Regions from separate parts of the Mus musculus genome. Here all the other regions are linked to region 3. The links are chromatin contacts, called in public promoter capture Hi-C maps. All regions are on one chromosome and are shown on one strand. Each heading gives the region's core, a stretch centred on a gene start, on an enhancer-like site or on the middle of the called end of the contact. The rest is flanking DNA. Distances are from core to core; before and after follow the strand shown.

Evidence for each region. Promoter capture Hi-C pulls out the DNA fragments that hold promoters and counts their contacts.
Region 1: a promoter capture Hi-C map of pre-B cells shows a contact between it and region 3, with 2.1 times the contacts expected there. The contact joins the promoter of Ttc37 here to the promoter of Trip13 in region 3. A contact is called at or near these places in 5 of 39 promoter capture datasets (the 3T3-L1 cell line, cranial neural crest, hematopoietic stem and progenitor cells and 2 more), 1 of 484 Hi-C or Micro-C datasets (muscle stem cells) and 2 of 9 other capture datasets (adipose tissue and liver).
Region 2: a promoter capture Hi-C map of liver shows a contact between it and region 3, with 2.4 times the contacts expected there. The contact joins the promoter of Rhobtb3 here to the promoter of Trip13 in region 3. A contact is called at or near these places in 3 of 39 promoter capture datasets (cranial neural crest, liver and second pharyngeal arch cranial neural crest).

The regions. Positions count from the first base shown.
Region 1 is chr13:76,096,770-76,101,354 of GRCm38.p6, forward strand. Ttc37 (tetratricopeptide repeat domain 37) reads left to right here and starts at 1,965. Exons shown (of 44, transcript NM_001081352.2): 1 at 1,965-2,060; 2 at 2,602-2,671. It overlaps Arsk (arylsulfatase K), which reads right to left and starts at 1,891. Exons shown (of 8, transcript NM_029847.4): 1 at 1,605-1,891. The coding sequence starts at 1,739.
Region 2 is chr13:75,941,172-75,945,561 of GRCm38.p6, forward strand. Rhobtb3 (Rho-related BTB domain containing 3) reads right to left here and starts at 2,653. Exons shown (of 12, transcript NM_028493.2): 1 at 2,360-2,653; 2 at 2,036-2,261. The coding sequence starts at 2,361.
Region 3 is chr13:73,935,972-73,940,577 of GRCm38.p6, forward strand. It overlaps Trip13 (thyroid hormone receptor interactor 13), which reads right to left and starts at 1,796. Exons shown (of 13, transcript NM_027182.2): 1 at 1,519-1,796; 2 at 136-301. The coding sequence starts at 1,610. Brd9 (bromodomain containing 9) reads left to right here and starts at 1,857. Exons shown (of 16, transcript NM_001378947.1): 1 at 1,857-1,974; 2 at 2,463-2,677; 3 at 2,894-3,026; 4 at 4,266-4,326. The coding sequence starts at 1,923.

The sequences.
Region 1 (4,585 bases), core at 715-3,214, 2.2 Mb after region 3:
AATATAGTCTGTCATCATTTATTTTGAGGACATAGTTTTCTAGGTCCAGTCACACTGTAACAAGCATGAGTTTTGGATTTCTTTTCTGGTTGCTGAATAATACTACCAAATTCCATCTATACACTTACCAGTACATGGCTATCTAGGTTGTTTTAACTTCTCATCTTCTAGAATAATCCTGTCATGTAGAAGCTTTGGTGCAGACTATGTTTTCATTTCTCTTGGACACAAACACAAGCATACATATCTAGGAATAGAATTGCTGCATTGCATAGTAACTCTATAGTTAGTCACTGTAAAAACTGTCAAATGGTTTTCCAAGGTGGCCACACCACTTTACAAAGCATCTCAACAGCCGTGTATGAGGTTTCTAATTCCTCCATATTCTCATTAACTCTGGTTATTGTTTATGGTGTGTGTGTGTGTGTGTGTGTGTGTGTGTACTAAAGAACTGACATATTAACTGTAAAAAACAACAGGCCAAGCACAACAGTTTCATACTCTGATCATATTTACCTCCACATTCCCTCCTCCCCACCCTTGGCTCTTCCCATATCATCTCACATGACTTCCTCCTATTTTTATGCCTTTTGATTCTGGCTATCCTTATGGGGATCAATTGGTTTGAGCTACATTTCCCTAATGATTAATGAATCTAAGCTTCTTATGATGGGCTTATTGGCTATCTGTGTATATTCTGTGTAGGAATGTCTTTTCAAATCCTTGGCTCATTTTAAATTGCCTAAACCAAGATTATGACAATTTACACTTCCATTGTCTTGAAGGAGTTTTATAGCCTTAGCTTTTACATTTAAATCATTGACTAACTTTTGTTTTTACACATGGTGGAAGGCAGGACCCAATTTTGTTCCTTTCCATGTATATATTTACTTTTCCAGCACTACTTGTTTATAAGACTATTTCTGGACTCTTAATTCTACTCTACTGGTCTGAATATTTATTGTTCTGCATGTAAAGTACTATTGTGGCTATTGTAGCTTTACCATTAGTTTTGAAATTAAAAGCTTTTTTTTTTTTTTTTTAAATCAGTCTTCTTTTTCATGTTTTTTTCCCCTTCCCAATTCGAGGTCCTTTCACTTTCCATATGAATTTAAATCAAATTTAAGGTGATGCATACACAAATAACTTCTTTAAATCAGTGCTAACACAAGTATAGAATGTCTAGATTAGTGGTTCTCAGCCTTTCTATGCTGCAACAGTTTAATACAGTTCCTCATATTATGGTGACTCTCCCAACCATACGATTATTTTTGTTGTCACTTCATAACTGTAATTTTGTTAGGTATGAGTTGTAATGTAAATATCTGATATTTCCGATGGTCTTAGGTGACTTCTGCAAAAGGTGACTCGACCTCTCCCAAGGGATCGAGAGCCACAGGTTGAGAATTGCTGGTCTAGTGAATAAAGTTCAAGGAGCAAAGCCCAGGAGTTAGAGACTGGCTTCTTTCTACTACTTTATTAGTATGCACATGCGTGCTTGCAGGTGTGCGCATGCGGGACCTCTCAACCCCAGGGTCCTGTTCCCTGTGATGTTTCTCCACAGGCTCTGGGCGGTGTCTGCTCCCCGTCCTTTGGGTACTTACGAAGGAGTCACTGGCGACCAGCACCACGTTGGGCGCCTGGTTCACTTGCATCCTTTTCTTCTGTGTTCTGGGGGCCGGTGCTGCGAGTGCTAACGCTGCGACCACCGACACCAACAGCAACAGCATCGCGGGCATGGCCGTTCAGAAGCGGCTGCTGAGCGGGTCTCCTGTAGCCTGCTCTCCAGTCATGAGCAGGGGCCGGACTCTAGGGACAAGACTAGAAGTTTGGCTTACAAATACAGAAGTAAATATGAGCGGCACCTAGAAACTACACCTCCCATCAGGCCAAGGGCAGGCGCATGCGCAAAAACCAATCGCGCTCAGCCCATGTGAAGACCGTTTTAATCAAATTTCGAGCTAATGATAGCTCTGCCAGTTCCTCTCACTCAAGCGATGTCTGGGGAAGCGCGCATGCGTTGTTCAGACTTGTACTTTGTGGCAGTCCCACATGCCCAGGTGGGTTCTGATCGCTTCGGTTTTGGCAGAAGTTGAAATCTAAAGGCAGTAGAAGTGGTATTTAGGGGGAGAAAATACTGAGCATGAGCGTGATGTTACGGGCTGTCTTCCTTTTGTGCGGGGCTGAATGTTCGCTGACAAAGTGAACTTGGCGGTGATGAGGTGGCAGTGATTCTGTCACTTGAATTGGATTGGGTTGTGCCTATATGGGACTTTAGGCTAGGTCACCTCGTGTGTGGTCTGGGTAGTGGTGTGGATTTCTGCTGCGTTCCGGAACCCTAGTCAGGAAGCCCCCCTCATCGTATTTCCTCCGTTTGCCGACCTGTAAGGATTATGCTCATGTGGGTTGAAGAGCGGGCCTAATAAGTTTCAGGTTCCAGATACGGAACAGCTTGGCTGTTCTTTGTCTTTGGAGTAGCAATAGGGACCGGTTCTAAAAGGTACAGATGTGGACTGTGTGAAGTGTGCGGTTAATTGATGTATGCTCGGAGTAACATTGTTGGGTATAGAATAATCAGCTGTTCCTTTTTTTGATTGCTAGATTCCTTTGGAGAATTCTGGAAGAAGCACGTTTCTATTTTCAAGTCAAATTATTCACTGATAAGTTTCAGGTATATATAATTGTACATTACACCACTTGTGTTGATTTTCTGGCAGGAAAAGGAGGAGTAATGCTATTTATTTAAAATCTCAACTCTCATATCTGGCAGCCTTGTGTACAGATTAATTGTAATAAAACACCTTACACATCTAATACAGAGCGGTATGTGTTTAGTGTCTGTTAAGCTTTACTGTATATTTACTGTGTAGCATGCTTTACGTGGAATGTACTCCTTAATCTTCACTTAGACTACTTTACAGATGCGAAAACAGAGAGGTTAAATAACTTTTCAATAGCTTATCTAAGTAGATTACCTCCTAAACAGGGCACACTCCCCAGAATTGTGTTGAGTAAATTTGGAATGTAGGACATACTTTACAGAAACAATATCAACTGGTGCTTAGTTTTATAAAAATTACATTTGGTATTCTTTTTTTTTTTTTTTTTTTGCATAGTAATGATTCGTTGAACACAGATGATCCTTGAAGGCTCTGTTTCTGCAGGCCCTTGTTCTGAGGACAGAGCACATCCTTTTCTTCTTTCTGTAATTGCGGTGTCAGTGAGAGCAGGCGCTGTAGCAGGTTGGTGGAATAGGTATTTTAGGGACGCAGTTTCAAAGGGCTGCTAGAACCTAAGAGGTTTCTAGTACTTTTCATCAGACACGAAGTGGGGCATATAAAGGTCCTCCCTGCTAGCTTGTCCAGCCCATACTTCACCTTCCCTGGTGGGAAAACTTCCACTGAGCAGCTCGTTCTATACTCGTGGAGGTTTAAGTATTAAAAGTTCTGATTTAGAGCTGAAGACAGTCTTCTGCTTTTAGCTACTCATTAATTCATTGTGCTTTGATATTACACTGATAAAAGCCTGCCTTCCTGTTTCTTCTCCAATAGTAGTCTTCTCAGTCCTGCTAACTAGTCTTCAGCTAGTTATTGCTTTACTGCAGGTTGCTTCACTTCTTTTTGTTTTCTCCTGGAATCTTAACCTTTTAAATTTAATTAACTAATTATTTTCCTGTACATAGCCACTGCAGCTTCCTTTTCCTCCTCTCAGTCTCCTCCTCTTTCCTCCTCTCCCCTCTTCCCATCCCTCCCTTTATCATCAGAAAAGAGGAAGCCTCCTATGGCTATCAACAGGCCCTGGTATATAAAATTGCCACAGGACTAGGTCCATCTTCTTCCATTGAGGCTAGATGAAGCAGCTCAGTTAGGGGAAAGGGATCCACAGACAGGCCACAGAGTCAGAGACAGCCTTTACGGTTAGGAGTCCCACATGAAGACCAAGCTGTACAACTGCTTCATATGTGCCAAAGACCTGGGTCTGTCCCATGCCTGCTCTCTGGTTGGAGGTTCAGTGGGCCCCTTATAGGCCCAGGTTAATTGATTCTGTAGGTTTTCTTGTGGTGTCCTTGACCCCTCTGGCTCCTACAATTCTTTCTCCCCCTCTTCCACAGTATCACACAAGCTCTGCCTAATATTTGGCTTTGAGTCTCTGTATCTGTTTCCATCAGTTGCCCCTCTGATGACAGTTATGCTAGGCTCCTGTTTCCAAGTATAGCAGAATATCATTAATAGTGTCAGGGGTGGTCTCTCTCTCTCATGGTGTGTGTCTCAGGCTGGATCAATCATTTTGTGGTCATTCCCTCAATTTCTGCTTTATCTTTATTTTACTCCTGCACATCTGGTAGGCAGGACAAATTGTGAGACAGGACAAATTGTAGGTCTCAGCAGAGGAATTTCCTATGGCCAAGGAATAATTAAAGATATGTTCAACATCCTTAGTCTTAAGGAAAATCCAAATCAAAACAACTCTGAGATTCCATCTTACACCCATCAGAATGGCTAAGATCAAAAACTCAAGCGACAGATAACATATGCTGGTGAGAATGTAGAGCGAGGGGATGTGGTTGCTGATGGAAGTACAAACT
Region 2 (4,390 bases), core at 1,403-3,902, 2.0 Mb after region 3:
CAAGCTTATCTTTTAAAACACAAAATCTAAGTTCCTACAGGGAAACAAGAACTTGATTCATTCTGTTTGATGAGTGTGTGCAGGTCCTGCACTGGTGTAAATCTTGACTGACATGAGAAACTCTCCCATGCTTAGTGTAAGTACTATATGACTGCACTAAAGCTGTAATATGCACTTTATTATGGCAGCTATCGCTTTTGGAGCACCTAGAGCCACCATACTTGGGACTTTACCCTTCAGCACAGCTCTAGGATAGATAGGGAAAATAAGCCTGAGAGGGGGGTGAGCAATTTACCAAAACCACATATAGTGAGAGCATGGGGTGTGAAAGCTGTTCCTTTTGTTGTCCAAAGCGCTGTTTGATATTCCGACTCAGTACATATGCCAGTCCCAGCTGACAGGCATCACCAACCTTCATATTTCTGGCAGAATTTACTTGCATTCAAGAGGAAGACCCAGAAGCTCAGAGTGAATAACTGCCTATTTAATTCACTGCGCTTGAGGGCTCATCCAATCTGGGAAGTTGTACCCAGTGACGAATGTGTCGTCACAGACTGTGAGCACACACAATTGGAATTCCCTTTATAAACCATGACAGTCAAGATGTGACAAGAGTCAAGACCACAAAGCTTATTTTTCACCCATTTTGAAGATTTTGTGTTATCTATTTTATTCTTATAAAATGGCTGGCTCTTGGCTAAATGGACACAGGCAGGAAAGGGTTAACTCTCAAATTAAAACAAAACAAAACAAAAAGCAAATCCCAACATCCTAATTCATCTTCTCTTATGTTTTCTGTGTCTACTCCATTGATTCATTGCACATTTATTCAACAGTATACTGAATAAGTAATACTTTTAGGCTACAAAATCTTTCATAATAAAAGGGCTCAAAGTAACTGTGCCTACCAGTCCTCCCTAGTGGCATCTTTTGATACTGTCATCACTGTCATACTTGAAGGTTAGGTAGCATCCTTTCATTTATTTCAGCACACTGATATGAGTTTCCAGTTAAAGAGTGCTTTCTTTCCATAATAGGAAAATATGCTCAAGAAAATTTTCTCTTTACTTTTTACACATTTCTATTCAAAAGTATGCTAGTTCTCCTTAGCTCTGGTAGTTTTCTTAAAAAAAAAACTGTCTTTTTAATGTAAAAATCTCACATAATTTGTACCTTTTTTAAGACCCAAAAGTTTAAACATTTATATATTATGTATATATAGTAATCTTTAGCTGAAAAATATATAACTACAATATCAGCAAGAAATCACAGATTTAAAATTAAATGAAGACACTTGAAATACATAGTGCTACTGTGTTATGAAGATATTTGTAAGTCAGGGAGCTGTCTTCTTTGTCCTTTTATCAAACACTTCAGAGTCAAGCTACTCAAGAGACAAGCTAAGACTTATTTTATTCAACTATCATAAACATGAAGATTTATTTAAGTTCTTAGTGGTATTTCCAATTTATTAACCACTAAAACAAAAGGCTAATATATGAGCATTAGCACTATTAAAAACTAGTCTTTTCAGAGGTTAATAATCAACAAATAAGCCATTTAAAATTAGTTCTCAAATCCCATTCTTTTTTCCCTTGTTCCCATACTATTTTTGACCTGTCCCTGTCTAGAGTATTTTTGCCTACGTTGAGCTGTAAAGGGCAGTATTTATAGAACACATCTCCCTATCCTCCACGAGGTGGACATGAAAACATGACTCTTGGCCAGTGGAACTTCGCGACCCTGTTTGGGGTTGGCACATTCAACTGTCAGCTGTCCATCCACTAAAGAACAAGTCTTGAAACACAGTAACGGCTCTATATTGCCCTGGGGCCATTTTACCTTACAGACGTGACTGGGCTGCCCCCACCACCTCCAAATTGTAACAAAGGATGGGATTTGCCAAAAAATGTAAAAACACAAAAACAAACTAAAAAAACTCTCCAGGCAATCAGGAAATTAAGAAACAAGGGGAGGAGGGATCCAAAAAGGCAAGCTCCTTCCTCCTGGGCACCGCGCAGCCACTGCCCCTTACCCAGACGGGACAGTCGTGCACCACCAGCTTGACGTTCCCGAACGCACTGGCCTGGTACTCAGTGAACACCGGGCGCGCGACCGTGCTGGCCGCGTTCAGCAACAAGCTACTCTCGTCCCCCGACACCAGCGGGCTTCTTCCCAGGTATGTGCGGATGAGCCCCGACGGCCGGTTGTCCTGGTGGAACGTGTCGCCCTCGTTCCCCAACGCCACGATGTGGATGGACCTGCGGGGCCGAGAGGGGCGCGGTGAGCGGGTGGGTACAGCCAGGGCGCGTGGCACGTCCCGGACCCAGACCGTGGCAGAACGGCGACGCGTACGTACATGATCGCGGCTGGCAGGGCGGCGCGGAGATGGCAGCGGGCGGCCTGGCGGGGGCCCGGGCGACGCTCTCACTGCAGTCAGCTCATCCCCGGCCGCGGCCCTCCCGCTCCTACGACGCGGCGCTACCGACGCAGAGGAGCGGGCCGGGAGTGAGCGGCCGGCCGGGCGCTGGCAGCGCTGCGGTCCCTGGTCGCCGCTCCTGGCCGCCGCGCCTCCGCCCGGGCTCCGCCTCCGCTCGGCGGGGCCGGAGGCCCGCACGTGTCGCCCCGAGAGTCCGGCGCGCGGGGGAGCTGGCTGCTGGCCGAGGCCGCGGGACACAAAGGAGCGGTGGGCGCGGGGACGACGCCGGAGCCCGGGAGCAGCTCGCCGCCAATCCGCCTGCAGCAAGTTTCCTCAACTCGGAAGGCTGAAACCTGAGCCGGGAGCGGGGGAGGGGCGGCCTGGCCCCCGCCGGGGACCAGAAGAGAGCCCAGCCAGGAGGCAGCCCCCTGCCCACCCCGCGGTCCCGTACCCACCCCAGCCTTCGCAGAAAGTGTGTTATCGTTTTGTCAATTTACAACATGCGCTTTGGCTGTTTTGTAAAATCGTACTTGTGAAGAAGGAAAAAAAAAAAAGGCAACATTCATGCAGCTGCAGAAAAGGTTCTTTGTTCACGCACCAATTAATTTGCGGGTGCCACTTTGGAAAGGTCATTTACTATTGCAAGCTATATTTGGCATATTTTAACCAAGATTGTGGAATTTGAAGTGTTGGGATTTTTAATGTGTGTGGTTTAAAAAAAAAAGAAAAAAAAAAAAAAGAAAGTTGTAGCAGTTTACTTGGATTTTTTTCAGTACACATTCCAGTTACATTATTTAATAATAGCTCACTGAAAAAGAAGGATCATGTTAATGTAAGGATATTTTAGATTCTTTCGTGATGACACACAGAAGTAAAGCTTGTGGAGGCCCCAAAAGGGCCTCAGACTACCTCCAGTATAAAACACCATGAGGACTGCTAATACTAGGACAGGCCAAAGGCTACTCTGGGGCTCCCTCATAAATATTAAAATTCTCACAAGCATCTCACACACAGTTAAGAGTTCTTGTTTATCTTTTTGATTATTTGCTCTGCTTTGAAATTGGGCTTGTTTTCTCTGTTAAGTGGACCTGTTTTGAGAACTAGATGTTTAAAAGGTCCTGGGAAGACTGAGGAAAACAAGAAGCTGGGAGATGGCCACAACTGTTTATTAGGAATCAGTATTGCTCAGCTGAGACAGAATTAGCTTCCTGTCCATAGACAGGGCAGGGCAGGGGGCGTTCTCTATGTAGTTTACTTAGTCCTCTCTGTTCTTTGAGATAGGTCTTCCCTCCTCAGCCTCCCAAATAGCTGTAATTAGAGTCACTAGTAAAGACAAAACCAAACAAAAACAAAACCAGCCCAGGCTATATCGTGAGCTCCAGAAGAGCCAGTTACATAGTGAGACCCAGTCCTAAATAAATAAATAAATAAATAAATAAATAAATAAATAAATTTTTTCCTTTGTGTCCAAGTACAATGTTTTGTAGTTTCTGGAAATAACCATCCTGAAAGATGCAAATGTGCAGAGTCACAGTTCCTCTTGGATCAAAAGAAAGTATACGGTCTCATCAGTCTAATGGCCCACCAGTCAAACACCATGACACTGAAGTGCATAAATAGATAAAGAATATAGCTTACTGTGAGACTACGCCGGGGCCTAGCAAACACAGAAGTGGATGCTCACAGTCAGCTATTGGATGGATCGCAGGGCCCCCAAAGGAAGAGCTAGAGAAAGTACCCAAGGAGCTAAAGGGATCTGCAACCCTATAGGTGGAACAACTTTATGAACTAACCAGTATCCTGGAGCTCTTGTCTCTAGCTGCATATGTATCAAAAGATGGCCTAGTCGGCCATCACTGCAAAGAGAGTCCCATTGGACTTGCAAACTTTATATGCCCCAGTACAGGGGAACACCAGGCCAAAAAGTGGGAATGGGTGGGTAGGGGAGTGGGAAGGGGTAGGGTATGGGGG
Region 3 (4,606 bases), core at 546-3,045:
TGCTTAGATTGTAATAGCCACCAAAACCAACAGATAGGGTAGTAACCCGCTATCCACGTCAATGTTAGTTATTTATGACAATTACCTCATAATCTCTAAGGGCTCACTTACCAGCACTATGAACTAGGAATTTACCTGAGGGTCTTTAGCCTTTAGTTCTGTGTCAACAATAGACACTGACTGAACATTTCTGCTTAGAAAAGGATCATCAAACTCAGTCCAGACGTAATCTCCAAACACAATATTATGCCGGTTGAGCAGCCTGTAAACACTCGACTTTATATCTTCTTTTTTTGCAGTGCTAGAAAGATAAATAAAACATATATAAAATATCTTAGTTAAGAAAAACACTAAAAGCTGGGCGTGGTAGCACACGCCTTTAAGCCCAGCACTTGGGAGGCAGAGGCAGGCGGATTTCTGAGTTCGAGGCCAGCCTGGTCTACAAAGTGAGTTCCAGGTCAGCCAGGGCTACACAGAAAAACCCTGTTCCGAAAAACCAAGAAAAAAAAAAAAAAACCAAAAAACAAACAAACAAAAACGACAAAAACAAACAAAAAAACAAAAAAAACCCCACTAAAGTATAGCTAGGTCTGGCTGTAATTTCAGCATGCAAGCTGAGACAGAAGAACTTGTTTCAAACACAGACACTCAGACACACACACACACACACACACACACACACACACACACACACAGACACACACCTTCCCTCCCTCAGACCTCAGACATATACAAGAAAGTCATTAGTCAAGATGGGGCTTGGCAGTGTACTGTCTTAGGATCAACTGTAGGGTCCCAGGCCTGCAGTCATACCATCAGCCACCCTCAGGCTAATTAGAAAAAGGAGGTGCCACTAGTTCTTCACACACTACTATGAAAATTAATAAAAATTCAGTGTTTGAGACAAGCCTGAAACATTATGAGCATTCAATCCATGTTAGCAGCCCTTTTAAGGAAAACCTGAAAATGCATAGCTGTAGGGTCTAACCTGGAGTACGTACATAATCTTTGTAACAGGAAATTTGCCACTGGATTCTGGCTTTGCAAATTAAATACTTGCTCTACTGACACTGCACTTCCTTGCACCCCTAATTGACTGGAGATCACTTCTGTCGCTTAGCAGGTCCTATTACATGGAGCTCATCGTTAGGCTGTGCTCCATAGGCCAGTCAGTTGAGAGCTGTGGGGTCCTGCCAGATAGTCTGGGATGGTGGTAGGGTCTGGATGGGATATGCGGCAATGTGAGAGGTGAAACTCAAGAGTAATGTGTGGTGGGATGGAGGGCAAAGTCGGATCATGCTGTTAGGGTCAACTGAAGTGGGGTGGAGGTGTGCTGGGTCATACTAGGTGGGTTCATGTCAGGCTGTTCAGGTCGTGCGAAGTGGGGCCGTACTGAGGGGTGGGACGCTGTGGGGTGGAATCCTAAGAGTTGGGGTAAGGTCGTGCCACTCGGAGTCACGCGTGGTGGGGTCGGATCAGGTCGCGCCCCGCGTGGTCGGACTCCGTATATACGCTCACCTTCCGCTGCGCTGCAGAACCTCCACATGGACCGCGGGCGATTCGGCAACACAGGGAAGCGCTTGCTTCAGGTCGCCCACCGCCTCGTCCATGGCGCCGCCGCCGGGAGCCGAGGGAATGCCGCCGGAGTGAGGCCGCGGTCGCCTCCCTGCGCCCTGTGCGACAGCCTTCTCCGATGTAGGAGGATCCACCTTGGCTAAGGGCCGGCCAAATCCACTTCCGCCGCCCGAGCCGCTCGGCGCTTTGCAACCCGCCCCGCCCCACCGAGCTTCGAATCTGCCGCGCGCTGCGCACCGCCCCACCCTGACCCGGAAGCACTTGGCGGTGGCGAAGGCGCTACTTCCGACTGGCGCAGGTCGAGCTACCGGCAGCCGCTTCTCACCGGATCCCGTGCTATCTCAGCCATGGGCAAAAAGCACAAGAAGCACAAGGCGGAATGGCGCTCGTCCTACGAAGGTGCGGATCCCACGGGCGGGGTCTAGGTTGCCGATACGGGCAGGGGAAGGCGTTCCAGGGGAAGGGCGTGGTCTGTGCTGGGCGGGGTCCCGTGAGAAGGAGGAGCTTAGAGCCAGGTAGTGGACAATCGTAGGAGGGGCGGGGTTAGAGCTGAAAAAGGGAATCTGCTGCGAAGAGGCTATAGGCTTCTTTTTTGGGTCCTGTAGCCACTATGTACCTCCTCTCTGACACCAGGAAGACCCGCAGCAAAAAGAGGGCTTCCGTGAAGGAATTGGGGTCCTGGGTCTCAGGTCGGGTTGTTGTACCCTCGGAATATCCTCAGTGGTGATTTTGTGGTTTGAAAGAGAGGATTGAACACCAATCTGTCAGTTTGAGATTACATAGTCTGTGGTTTTGACAACTCCTTGCTGTCTAGATTCACACCCACAGGGGTGCAGTATTTCTACTCAGTATTTTGCAAGCTTGACCTACGTACGGTCTGTGTGCAGATTATACAGACACGCCACTGGAGAAGCCTCTGAAGCTGGTGCTCAAGGTGGGAGGAAGTGAAGTGACAGAGCTCTCAGGATCTGGCCACGACTCCAGCTACTACGACGATCGCTCAGACCACGAACGGGAGAGACACAGAGAAAAGAAGAAAAAGAAGAAGAAAAAGTCAGAGAAGGAGAAGCACCTCGATGAGGAGGAGAGGAGGAAGCGGAAGGTAAAGGTTCAATGGCCTAAGATGGGTCCCTAATCACGCCTGGCTATACCGTTGCTGCAGTTCTGGGCTTCCAGGGCATCTTCAGGTGATGCCTGTCAGGTGTCAGGAGTGGCTCTTCTTCCCAGTCTGGGGAATGCGCAGACGTGTGCGGAGCCTGCATTACCAGTCTAAAAGGGTTCTGGCTGTTCTGTGCCCTCTATTCTTCCATACTTACAGGAAGAGAAGAAACGGAAACGGGAGAAGGAACACTGCGACTCAGAGGGGGAGGCTGATGCTTTCGACCCTGGAAAGAAGGTGGAGGTGGAGCCACCCCCAGACCGACCAGTGAGAGCCTGCCGAACACAGCCAGGCAAGACCCTGTCCCCAAACATGAGTTTCCTACCTTGTCTATAGCGTGGTTATCTAGTTGTTGGGGACATTTCACAAGCTAAAAATGAGTAAATTCTCTTGAAGACTGGTAAAACAGACACATGGATGCCAGAGACCAACCATATGTGTCCTACAAAACCTACTATATTTTTATTTGGTTGGTTAGTTGTTTTGTTTTGTTTGTTTTTCTGGTTTTTTGTTCTGGTTTTTCGAGACAGGGTTTCTCTGTATAGCCCTGACTGTATAGTACTCACTCTGTAGACCAGGCTGACCTTGAATTCAGAAATCCTCCTGCATCTGCCTGCCGAGTGCTTTGATTAAAGGCGTGTGCCACCACGCCCAGCGAAACAGGGCTTTTTACTGTAGCCCTCTCTGTCCTGGACCTTACTCTGTAGATGAGCTGTCCTTGAACTCAGAGATCTGCCTGCCTCTGGCTCCTGAGTGTGGGATTAAAATGGTGCACAACCACTGCCCAGTTTATCTACAGTATTTTAATCTGGTTAAAGTTTATCGTTTTTTAGTGTAGAAGTTTAGCATTATCTGTTTTACTATTCCAAACAGCACCATCAGGTTAATGTTGCTATATCACTCATATAAGAAAAGCATATATCGTGGAAATATGGGTAATCTCCCGTGGGAAGAAGAGACCCCAATACAGGCTCTCCTGGTAGGTCTGGGTTTCTTAAAGTGACCTCAAGATTGCATGTTGGAAGCTTGAGGTCTTTGGTAAGTTTCTGACTTGGGCAGCCCCTGTCAGGGATGACATTTCACCTGGAATCTCAGTCTTGGCTCTTGGATTCCCTGCCCCCCCCCCCAGCCTTCTAGTATAGAAAGAATGTTTAGGCAAGAGGGTCTCTTCCCTCATGGAGAGAAACTGAGGAGGCTGAGTGTTGGAACATCGATTATCAGGAAACTAATACTAGAATCAGTTACCATGTGATTGTCTGGGGAGTGATTTTTCTCTTTTGAATGTCATCCTTTGGCTGTGGATTCGACCACCCCTGAACTGGAAAAGCCCTGAACTGGAAAAGGTTTTGAGATATGCTGTGTCTCCCTTTGCCAACCTGCCTGTGTTGGGAGCTGTGCCCAAGTTCTCAATTCTTGTTTGGGCTTCAAATGCTGTGAAGTTGCACACCCTGATGAATATGGAGCTTTCTAATGCAGGAAATGAAGTCTTGCTGTTTGATTTGATTCCCTTGCTTTCTCCTTATAAACCCAGCTGAGAACGAGAGCACACCTATCCAGAGGCTTCTGGAACACTTCCTCCGCCAGCTACAGAGGTAACCCGTGTCCCCCCTGTCATCCCCGTGTCCCCCCTGTCATCTAGCAGGGTGTGGGCAGCCTGGGTGCAGGTCACAACTTTAAGGGCCAGGGAGCTCGTATGCTGCATTCCTTCTTCTCCTCCTTTCCCATCTGAAGTTAGTGTTGTGCTGCCTCCAGAGCACTGCCTGTCATGGGTAGAGCTGGGATAGTGTCATTTTTATTGAATGTAAAATATATGTTAATCCACTGAACTTTCAAGAAGCAAGTTTGCTAGTTATATAAATCTTTGGATTGTAA